Regions from separate parts of the Pan troglodytes genome. Here all the other regions are linked to region 1. A link is a contact called in public Hi-C data. All regions are on one chromosome and are shown on one strand. Each heading gives the region's core, a stretch centred on a gene start, on an enhancer-like site or on the middle of the called end of the contact. The rest is flanking DNA. Distances are from core to core; before and after follow the strand shown.

Region 1 (3,278 bases), core at 269-2,768:
CGCTGATGCTAAGCTTTCATGCTTCCTATGTCTGGTGCTGAAGGGAAGACTAGGAAATAAGAAACTGCAGCTAGGTCAGAAAATTTATATTTTACCCAAAGGGTTAATCGGCTTCTGGAGGGAACAAAGACATGGCGCTACTGTAGCTGCTTCCTGCGTACAAGAGAGTGAAGCGAAGACCATTCTAACTCAGCATCAAGGAGGGCTCCATGTGGGGTGGCCTCGGTCAGTGGGGACTGGATCCACCTCTTCGTGGTGCACACTTTGGGAAAAAAGCTTAAAGAAGTCATCTGATCTTCTGTATCTCTGAGAACCACATTGTGAGTTGCTGTCAAAGATTCAGAGCCCATTTTTAGGTCCTCAGGGAAGCAAACTGCTACGGGGAGCTATTTTCTTCGGGGAGTTGTGTAAGTCAAAACAAGTGTTTGGGAAAAAGTCCAATAATCAGCAAATGACAAAGTTCCATGCCAATGTGAAAATTGTGTACACACTAACAAGACATTGTTTGTTACTAAAATGGTTAAATAAAATTTAAAAATAGTAATTTGGACTCATTTGACTAGAATTACTTCCTCTCCAAAAGCAAGGATAAAGTAAACCATGTTTGGGTGACTATAACATACACATGCACACACATGCAAATATGCACACAACACACACATACACACATATACATAAATGTATACAAAATACACACAGTCACATGCTCATACATGTACATACACACACACATAAAACAACACACACATATATGTACTTACACACATATGTGCACATATGCACACACAGACATATATGAAAGGCAGAATGGGGAGAAAGAATTTCAAAAGCCTGGTGCTACTTTGAACCTCTCTTCTTAGGAAGAAGGCAAAATCATCTTTTAGTGAGGAAGATACCTTAAGATAATTACAAAAATAAGGCCACTTGGGTAGGCCTTAAATAGGAAAAGAGAATAATAAGAATTTGGCAATTTGCAGTATGAAGGAGTATCTCTTGAAGAGGAGAAAATCCTGGGAGATGGGAAGGGCAGGCCAGGAAAGAACTCCACTATGATGTCAGATGGCCCCTGGGTTCTTTCTTTAGTAATGCCCAGAAGTGAACTTGGAATTATTTCCTGTCTGGTGCTATAGTTCCTCTCAGCTACCCCAAAAACCTTACATCCTATTCTCTTGTATTGAACTTTGTGAGGAATGAAGGAAGGAGTAAGAGCAATAGGAAGGAGGTTATCAGATGTAGAAGCAGAGAGCAGGGTGAGACTATGACAAAGCCCATTTCCCCAGGTGTATTTGAAAGTGACTCTGGACAGCAGGAGTGGGTCCGGGAAAGTAGGCGAGCGCTTGGGTTACTCCTGCACTCGTTAAGTTGCCTCCTTTTGAGTCAGGAAAATATTTCCAGCAGCCACTGTGTTGCTCTGTGGCCCTCCCACAGGCTTCCTCTTTGCCCTCTGTGAGAGGGCTGAAGAGGTAAACATCTACAGCATTAGAGATTTTCCTTGGCTTGAAGTGAGTCTGAATGTTCGTGTGGATGCGAAGAGGCATTTGACCCCTAGAGGGTGATCACACCATATGGTAAAGGAGAGGACACCGGGAAGGCAAAAACAGAGAAGAAAACCGCACTAAGTTCCTTGTGTCCATTCCAGCTGATGTGTGATGGTATGTATAGTACCCCCGTGGGTATGGCAACCTCTCTCTGGGTATATCTCCTGGATTGTAAGGCAGAGTCTACTCTGGACTTGGAGTTTGGTGCCTTCCTGATGCAAAAAGCACGGAGCTGGTAAGCCCCAGCCCTTCTGGTCACTCACAAGAGGTTTGGGAGTGAGACTGGGTGAGGACCGGGATTCCCTCTACTTCTGCTGGTGAGACCAGCAGTCTCTGATGAAAACTGACTTTTCTGCAGACGTTGTGACTGCAGCTAGGCAGACCATGCCTGCAGGAAGGAAAGTGGGCCACCTCAGGGTGACTTCGAGACTGAAAACTAGGAATTGGGAACAATAAAATAAGGCAAAATCACCCTAATATAACTGACTCTCAGCAGAGCTTTGGTGCAGCTTCCTAGTATTGTGAGGCCCAGGGTTGAAAATGGAGTGACCCCATCCAGTCTCCACAGGACACAACTTCCCCTCCAGCTCCTGCCTCCTTAAAAGCCTGCAGCTGGCCGGTGAAGCCAGCTTCCCTCTTCTAAGGTGTGAGCCCACAGGCTCTCCTTCAGCCCAGGCAGGCTGCAGGAAGTCCCCAGCATTCCCCAGGGGGACGTGGAGGCCAGAACAACGTGTACATATTCCACAGCCTGTCCCTAAAAACAGGTAAAACCCAGAGACAAACCAGAGCTTTTTCATGTGCACTTTTCAATGAGTTTTGACAAAATTATATACGTATATAACCATCATCACAATCAAGACACAGAACACTTCAATCACCCCCAAAACTTTCTTGTGCCCATTCCCAGTCAGTTCCCCCTAACTCTCTTCTCCACACACCCTCTGGCTGGCTTTTCTATCACTATAGATTGCTTTGGGCCTTCCTAGAGTTTCGTACAAATGGCATCAGATAGTATGTACTCCTTTTGTATCTAGCTTGTGTCATTCTGCAAGTTTTTGAGGTTCATCCATGTTGTTCATTTCTTTTCATTGCTAGCTAGTATTCCCGTGTATGGATGTGTCATAATTCATCTATTTACATGCTGATGGGCATTAGATTGCTCCCAGTTTTTGACTAATATGATTATAGCTGCTGTGAGCATTCATGTACAAGTCTTCCTATAGACCAGTGTTTTGATTTCCCTTGAGTAAATAGCTAGGCATGGGATTGCCAGTTGTATGGAAAGTGTGTGTTTAACTTTGCAAGAAACTTTAAAACTGTTTTTTAATTGGTTGTATCATTTTATGTTCTGATCAACAATGTAGGAGAGTTCTCATTGCTCCATATCTTCTCCAATGCTTGGTATTGTTGATCTTTTTTATTTACTCATTCTAGGGAGTGTGAAGTGGTGTCTCATGGTGACTACTGACACTGAGCATTTCATCATGTGCTTATTAGTCACTTGATTATTTTCTTTTGTATAGTGTCTGTTCAAATATTTTCCTCATTCTTTGTTATGTTGTTTGTCTAATTTAGTTGTTGAGTTTTAAAAAATATATTGTGGCTTGCCTTTTCATTTTCTTAACAATATTTTCAAAAAGCAGAGTTTTTAATTTTCATGAAATCCAATATGTCATTATTTAATGGTTTGTGTCCTAAGAAATCTTTGATGCTCTCTACATGATTATTTTCTTCTGTATT
Region 2 (3,455 bases), core at 802-3,301, 560 kb after region 1:
CCTCCCTGTTTCCTTCCTTCCTTCCCTCCTAGAGTAAAGCATGAGAAACAGCAACTCTTGCCATTTCATAGCCATCTGCTAACAGCTTTCCCTCCCGCTTTCTTAATAGAGGCATCATTATCCTCGGCCCTCCTCCTTTTTCTTGTATAATTAAAGAATGTTACCTTTGATGTCTCTTGAAGCTGCAGTCTCCCATCCTGCCTTAGCTTTCTTGATCTCATACCTGTAAATTTGTGCTGTATCTTCATAGTTCTTAGGGAAAGGGCTTGATTTTCCTCTGTGTGCTGTTCACAGTTTGGGTTAATTTAGAGTAACCGATCTGGCATTTTATTGCTCTCTTCTCCCTGTCTTCTGATATAGTTTGGATTCTTGTTGTACTCTTTGAAAAGGATCCAACTTCCTCAATTCTTTAAGCTATTAAATTTGGGTCTATCCTACAATGGACTGTTCTCATCATTCTAATGTCTTCACTTCTTTTGAGGGGGGCCAGGCTTTTCATTAACCTCAGTTTTTCAATGAGTTTCTTCTTCTTAGAACAAAATAAAGCAAGATTCCATTTGATTCCTTCAGCTATTTATTTTTGTGTTCATTCTGTCAGTCATGTATTAATTGAGCATTTGCTTATTGAGTGTCGCCTAAGTGCTAAACAGTGTTGAACAAAATGAGCAAGTGCCTGCTTCTGTGGAGCTTTAGGCCATTGAAAAGTCAATACAAGGGAGCTGTCAGGGGAGAGAGAGTGAAGAGTCCTTTGAGAGCAGGTGAGGGACTTACCCAGCCTTGGCAGTCCAGAAGGCCTACTGGAGGAGGTGACATTTGAAAGAGGTGAGGAAAGAGTAATCTAGGCAAAAAGGAGCATTTTTCAAGGCCTGGAGGCCAAGGGAAGAACTGACATCTGCAGGACTTGAGAAGAATCTTTGTGGTTGGAGGGTGAATTTCAGGAGGGAAGTGGCAAAGACAGGGCTCAAGAGGTCCAGGCCAGCAGGCTTCTGTGAGGAGCTGTTTGTTTCTCTCCTGCAAGAGTCTGGGGTGATTACTAAGACTTGTTCCATGGCCCTTTGTATATTTAAACAGACCTTTGGGTTCCCAATCACTTACCCAGAATTTCTCCATTGCAGAATTGAATTCACCCTTGCTTTCAATTTGACAGCGTGCGACTCCTTCACAGGTCACAGGGCTCCCCTCCCAGGCGTCCCTGGCTGGGCTGCTGTCTCATTGGTCTTTAAGGATGTGCTGCTGCATTCCTTTGTGTAGCAGGTCATATATATATATTTTTGAGATGGAGTTTCGCTCTTGTTGCCCAGGCTGGAGTGCAATGGTGTGATCTCGGCTCACCGCAACCTCCGCTTCCCGGGTTCAAGCGATTCTCTTGCCCCAGCCTCCTGAGTAGCTGGGATTACAGGCATGTGCCACCATGCCCCGCTAATTTTGTATTTTTAGTAGAGATGGAGTTTCACCATGTTGTCCAGGCTAGTCTTGAACTCCTAACCTCAAGTGATCTGCCCGTCTCGGCCTCCCAAAGTGCTGGGATTACGGGCGTGAGCCACCATGCCCAGCCAGCAGGTCATATTTTTTCTTCAAGACAACACAATTTATTTTTACTTGTTCTCAACTGCTGAGCTGTTCTGTAATAGGTAACCCCAATCACCACAATATCTTGATCACAAACTACAAATAAAAAACATAGGAAATAACTGTGGCTTCGTTCCTAAAGAATTAACAGTGTTCTGTATCAAGGCACATTTTAATTTCCACTTACAGTGTTCAAAATGAAAAAAAAAAGCATTGAGTTTTATTTTATTGGAAAACTCCCAAATGCTGTCACATCAGTCAAGCTAGAGAAATTGTGCAGCAGGGCCACGCTGAGGTTGGAGATAGGGCCCAGAAATAACCAAGTGAAATTCATCTGGGAAATTTAGTAGCTAACACCACCGGGGGAGCATGAGAACAAAGACTGGCATTAGTGGAATGAGCCTGCAATCCAGCCAGGACTGAAAGAGTCTCAGGGGAGAGGATGGGACCCCGGAGGAGACTTGTGCCATGCTCCCTAGGGAGCCGCAGGCCTAATCAGTGGACATTGTGAGGCTCAAAGGGAGCCTGCTCTAGGAAGCGGGGTGTTTACCTCGTCCACTGGGGGGACCCAGATCTGCATCCTGATTGTGCTCCTGTCTTGTGAGTGGAGTAAAAGGAGGTGCCTGTTTCCTAGGTAATTTAGAGAAGAGCAGAGAAGTGCACGTGGGGGATGCTGAGAAGCAAATGCCAGCTCTTCTTCTGGTTTGCTTTCGTGGAATAAGCCTGTTTTCAAATGGGGCAAGATTTCACATTTCCTTTCCCTTCCCCTACCCCTGTGTCTCCTCTTTGTAAGAAATTTATTCCCTCCTCCCCCAGGGGTGAAGGGAAACTAACATACAATGGTAGCTTTCCTGTGACCTCGCTCCCTGCTAGAGAATCTGTGATCCACTCCAACTTGGTGTCTGTGATCCCAGCTTGGCTCAGTGAACCTGACCAAGTGGGTTGACCTTTTGATCAAATGTGCAGTTTACCTCTCATATATAGGTCTGTGAGATGCATTTTTATGTAGCCTCTATCTTTTACGATGAATGATGTTTTAAATGTAGTATGTGTTTATCACATTGCCACAGATCGATGATGTGGGAGATAGTGAACAATTGGAGACACCTGAGTGCCTCTGGGGGACTCAGTCCTTCTGATAACACTGCTGACGTGACCTGCCTCGAGTCTCACTCCATTAAGTACATGATGCATGATATTTATTTTCATTAAAAAACTTTGTGCAGTGTTTTGAGAGGCTGCTGTGAGTCAGACACTATTCTAGGTCCTGAGGGGTCAGCGTTTGCCAAAACAAATCAGGTTCTTGTTCTCAAAGCTGACATACCAGCCAGAAGAGACATACAACAAACACCTAGGCAGAGCCTTAACAAGAAGATACAGGTTGAGTACCCCTTATCTGAAATGCTTAGGACTAGAAGTGTTTTAGATTTCAGATTCTGAATATTTGCATATATAGAATGAGATATCTTGGAGATGAAATCCAAGTCTACACACACAATTCATTTATGTTTTATATATACCTTTTCCACACAGTCTTAAGGCGATTTTATGTAGTATTTTAAAACAATTTTATGCATGAAACAATTTTAGCTGCATTTTGACTATGACCCATCACATGAGGTCGGTCAGGTGTGGAATTTTTCACCTGTGGCATCATCTCAGCTCTCAGAGTTTTGAATTTTGGAGCATTTCAGATTTTCAGATTAGGGATACTCAACCTATAGCTGGTGGTGCTCTGAGGGTAATAAACCAGGTGATGTGCTAGAGAGAGACTTGGGTAGGAATGTTGTGCCTTAGATCAGGTGGGTGGGGCAGGGAAAGCCTTGCTCAGGAGGTGTCTTTGCAGCCAGAATAACTGAATAAAAAAAGAGAAGCTGCCCTGGGAG
Region 3 (3,409 bases), core at 667-3,166, 750 kb after region 1:
CCCAGCTACTCGGGAGGCTGAGGCAGGAGAATGGCGTGAACCCAGGAGGCAGAGTTTGCAGTGAGCTGAGATCATGCCACTGCACTCCAGCCTGAGTGACAGAGTGAGACTCCATCTCAGAAAAAAAAAAAAGAAAAAAGAAAAAGAAAAGAAACCTCAGAGTCATCCGGGTATGGCTGCATGTATTTGCATTTACAGTGACTGATGCTGAGTTCCTGGCTATAGGAGTATTCCATTTTATGGAATACTCCTGGATACTGCACTCACAGACTCTACTGTAAACTGAACACATTTATATTATATCTCTAATCTCTATTCTCACAATAGTCTTACTAGTATTACCACCACTTTAAAAATGGAGAGAGAGAGAAAGAGAAAGTGTGTGTGTTACCTTTCTGAAATCACTCAGCTAGCAAGTGCGAGAACGGGGATCCCAACCCTCACCACTTCTCCACATTCCTTGTTTTGCTAATCAAGATGTATGACCCTGTTTGGGGTTAGGCACAGTGGCTCAAGCCTCTAATCCCAGCACTTTGGGATGCCAAGGAGGGTGGATCACCTGAGCTCAGGAGTTTGAAACCAGCCTGGCCAACATGGTAAAACCCCATCTGTACTAAAAATACAAACATTGGCTGAGAGTGGTTGTGCACACCTGTAAATCCGAGCACTTTGAGAGGCTGAGATAGGCAGATCACATGAGGTTAGGAGTACGAGACCAGCCTAGCCAACATGGTGAAACTGCGTCTCTACTAAAAATATAAAAATTAGCCGGGCGTGGTGGTGCACCTGTAATCTCAACTACTCAGGAGGCTGAGGCAGGAGAATCGCTTGGACCCGGGAGGCAGAGGTTGCAGTGAGCTGAGATTGTGCCACTGAACTCCAGCCTGAGTGACGGAGTGAGACTATGTTTCAAAAAAAAAGATGTTATGACATTGTTTGGGTCATAATCAGTCACAGAGAAACATAGTGGCAAAATCCCAGTCTCTGAGTTCCAAGGCAGAGAATATGTGAGTTTACTCAGAGATGACAATTTAAGATTGCCTCTTCCTTAGCTCTGGGACCTCAGGCAAGTTTATGTATCTGTGCCTCAGTGTCCTCATCTGTCCAGATGACTGAATCATTGTGAGCAGGAGATGAGTTAAGTCTTGCAGTGTTTGCAGGCACCAGGGAGGTGGCACAGGTTATAATTAACAGTTCAGACATCAGGGAAGGGTTCCAAGAACATGAGTTAAACACTGACTAGGGAGGGGCCCTTTCAGAAGAGGAAGAGGTGGAGAGGAAGGTACAAGAGACAGTATGAGGTGGGAGAGTGGACCTCTGTAGATGAGGGTCAGGAAGGAGGTTGACGGGATGTACATAAGGCACTGGCAGGAATGAAAACTCGGGGTGAAGGTGCATAGGCCCCAAACACCCCATGAAGGAGTCTGGGCTTTGCCCTGGAGGACCAGAGCTGGAGGGGACACACCAGGGGGGCCAGTGGGTGTGCTTTTTGGAGAAAATTTTAGAAGAAGAGGGAGGAGGCCAGAAGTCAACGATGCCTGGTCTAGAAGTCATAGCTTCTGTGAACGAGGAAGTCTCATAGGCAAAAGAACAGGCCTGGTCTTATGGGGTTCTGGGTCCAAAGGCCAGACCTGTTGCAAAGTGTCAGCAAGAGAAAAATTCCTGGCCCTCTCCTGCCAGCTCTAGCTCCCCCTGTCAATGAGAGAAAGAACAGGCCTATTCCAGAACACTCAGCCATCAGGCACAATCTCCAAGACTTGACTGTCCACTGCCCTCCTTCCCTCCCTCCACACTCCCCTCACCACACTTGTGGAGGGCCTGGGGATTAATGCCCAGTTTGCAGGGCATTTAATAGTGGCTTCTCAGCCGGCGGAGCTGCAAACGCGTCCAACAGCCCCTTCAGCCCATGCTGCTGCTGCCACCGCGTGGTGCAGGCGGGGAATGACTGCGCACCGTCCCTGTTCAGCGGGAGCACCGGAGCCCATCTCCACCTCCGTTGTCTGCGCTGAAGAGGAAAGAACCACGTGGATTCAGTACGGGGAATGTTTCTTGTTTAGGAACTGTAATATAGGGATTGGACACTAGCTAAAAAAGAGCATCTTTGGAGATGGGGGGTATCAAACAGTTCAAATATGCTTGGGATTCATCAATATGAGACTTGGAGAAACATCTCTGTGGCCACTGCTGTGGCTTTCTTGGATCTGAACCAGACACTGCCTTTGTTTTTTACTACATATAAGCCAGAGGGAGTCCTGGGCTGCCTGAGCTGGGGAGGCGGGTGCGGTGACAGCAGCGCCCCTGCAGACTGAGCCTGCGAGTCCCACGCGTGAAGCCCACGCGTGAAGCCCGCGGGGTGCGCCGGGTTGTGCGGGCCATGGCAGCTCCCAGCCCCTCCACACATCGGGTCGGCCACTTCCCTGCGGGGACAGAATCCAGCATTTTTTCAACTGTCCTAGTCTATGTATAATTCCGTTTGTCTTTTGAAAGCAGTTGTTTATTTTGAAAGGCACAAGCGGAATGCCTTACATCAGCGCCCCTTGACCCGGAGGTAGGAGGAGCGTGAGAGGAGCCACAGGGTGGACTTTAAACCACACCGATGTGCTTGAGTCACGGGTCCTCGGGTAGCAAGTGGCTCTGCACAAGTTGTTGAACTTTTGAATTTTTTATTTTGACAGAGTCTCACTATGTCCCCCAGGCTGGTGTGCAATGGCACGATCTCGGCTCGCTGCAACCTCCGTCTCCCCGGCTCAAGCAATTCTCCTGCCTCAGCCTCCAGAGTAGCTAGGATTACAGGCGCCCCCCACCAAGCCCAGCTACTTTTTTGTAGTTTTAGTAGAGATGGGGTTTCACCATGTTGGCCAGGCTGGTCTCAAACTTCTGACCTCAAGTGATTCGCCTGCTTCAGGCTCCCAAAGTGCTAGGATTATCGGTGTGAGCCACCACGCCCGGCCAGTTGTTGAACTCTCTATGAGCCTCTGTTTCCTCATCTGTGGAATGTGTCCTAGTCTATGTAGTAGATTAGTCTCTCTTGTAGAGGAGTCCAAATCATCAAGGGCGGTGTGTTTGCCTTTCATTTTACCCCACTCCAGACCACTCAGCAGGGCCCCCTTCTTGTTACTCCCTTTAACTATTGCAGCGAGTTAGGCAGTGACCCTTATATTCATGTCCGGGCAATCACTTCAAACATGGATATAGATGAACTCTGTGCCAAAAGAAGCATGTAACTGATTGCCCCCCAAAAGGAGAGGGCCAGGGCTGGTCATAGCGATGACCATGTGCCCAGAGGTCTTAGCGTGTGCCCCAGAGGAGGCTCCAAAATGAGGAAATGAGGGATCTGAAGGGCGGAAGGGAAGAGAGGTTCAGGCAGGTGTCCAATGCTATCTGCCTGGTCAGTGACAGAGCCTGGACT

The links. A called contact is a pair of places that touch in the nucleus more often than the background predicts.
Region 2: a Hi-C map of induced pluripotent stem cells shows a contact between it and region 1, with 2.0 times the contacts expected there. The contact joins two enhancer-like sites. A contact is called at or near these places in 2 of 7 Hi-C or Micro-C datasets (induced pluripotent stem cells and stem cell-derived neural progenitor cells).
Region 3: a Hi-C map of induced pluripotent stem cells shows a contact between it and region 1, with 4 times the contacts expected there. The contact joins two enhancer-like sites. A contact is called at or near these places in 3 of 7 Hi-C or Micro-C datasets (induced pluripotent stem cells and stem cell-derived neural progenitor cells) and 1 of 1 other capture datasets (stem cell-derived neural stem cells).

Annotation. Positions count from the first base shown.
Region 1 is chr6:46,692,098-46,695,375 of NHGRI_mPanTro3-v2.0_pri, forward strand. No RefSeq gene overlaps it. Among named protein-coding and RNA genes, the nearest start is that of C7H7orf25, 210 kb to the left of the region's middle. Within about 2 kb of position 1,519, at least 2 of the 24 cell types and tissues checked have an H3K27ac peak or open chromatin away from gene starts, as enhancers often do. A contact at or near this core is called in induced pluripotent stem cells and stem cell-derived neural stem cells, where this site is marked.
Region 2 is chr6:47,248,095-47,251,549 of NHGRI_mPanTro3-v2.0_pri, forward strand. The region is part of intron 2 of GLI3 (GLI family zinc finger 3); the gene reads left to right. Among named protein-coding and RNA genes, the nearest start is that of GLI3, 84 kb to the left of the region's middle. Within about 2 kb of position 2,052, at least 3 of the 24 cell types and tissues checked have an H3K27ac peak or open chromatin away from gene starts, as enhancers often do. A contact at or near this core is called in induced pluripotent stem cells, where this site is marked.
Region 3 is chr6:47,442,840-47,446,248 of NHGRI_mPanTro3-v2.0_pri, forward strand. No RefSeq gene overlaps it. Among named protein-coding and RNA genes, the nearest start is that of INHBA, 240 kb to the right of the region's middle. Within about 2 kb of position 1,917, at least 7 of the 24 cell types and tissues checked have an H3K27ac peak or open chromatin away from gene starts, as enhancers often do. A contact at or near this core is called in induced pluripotent stem cells and stem cell-derived neural stem cells, where this site is marked.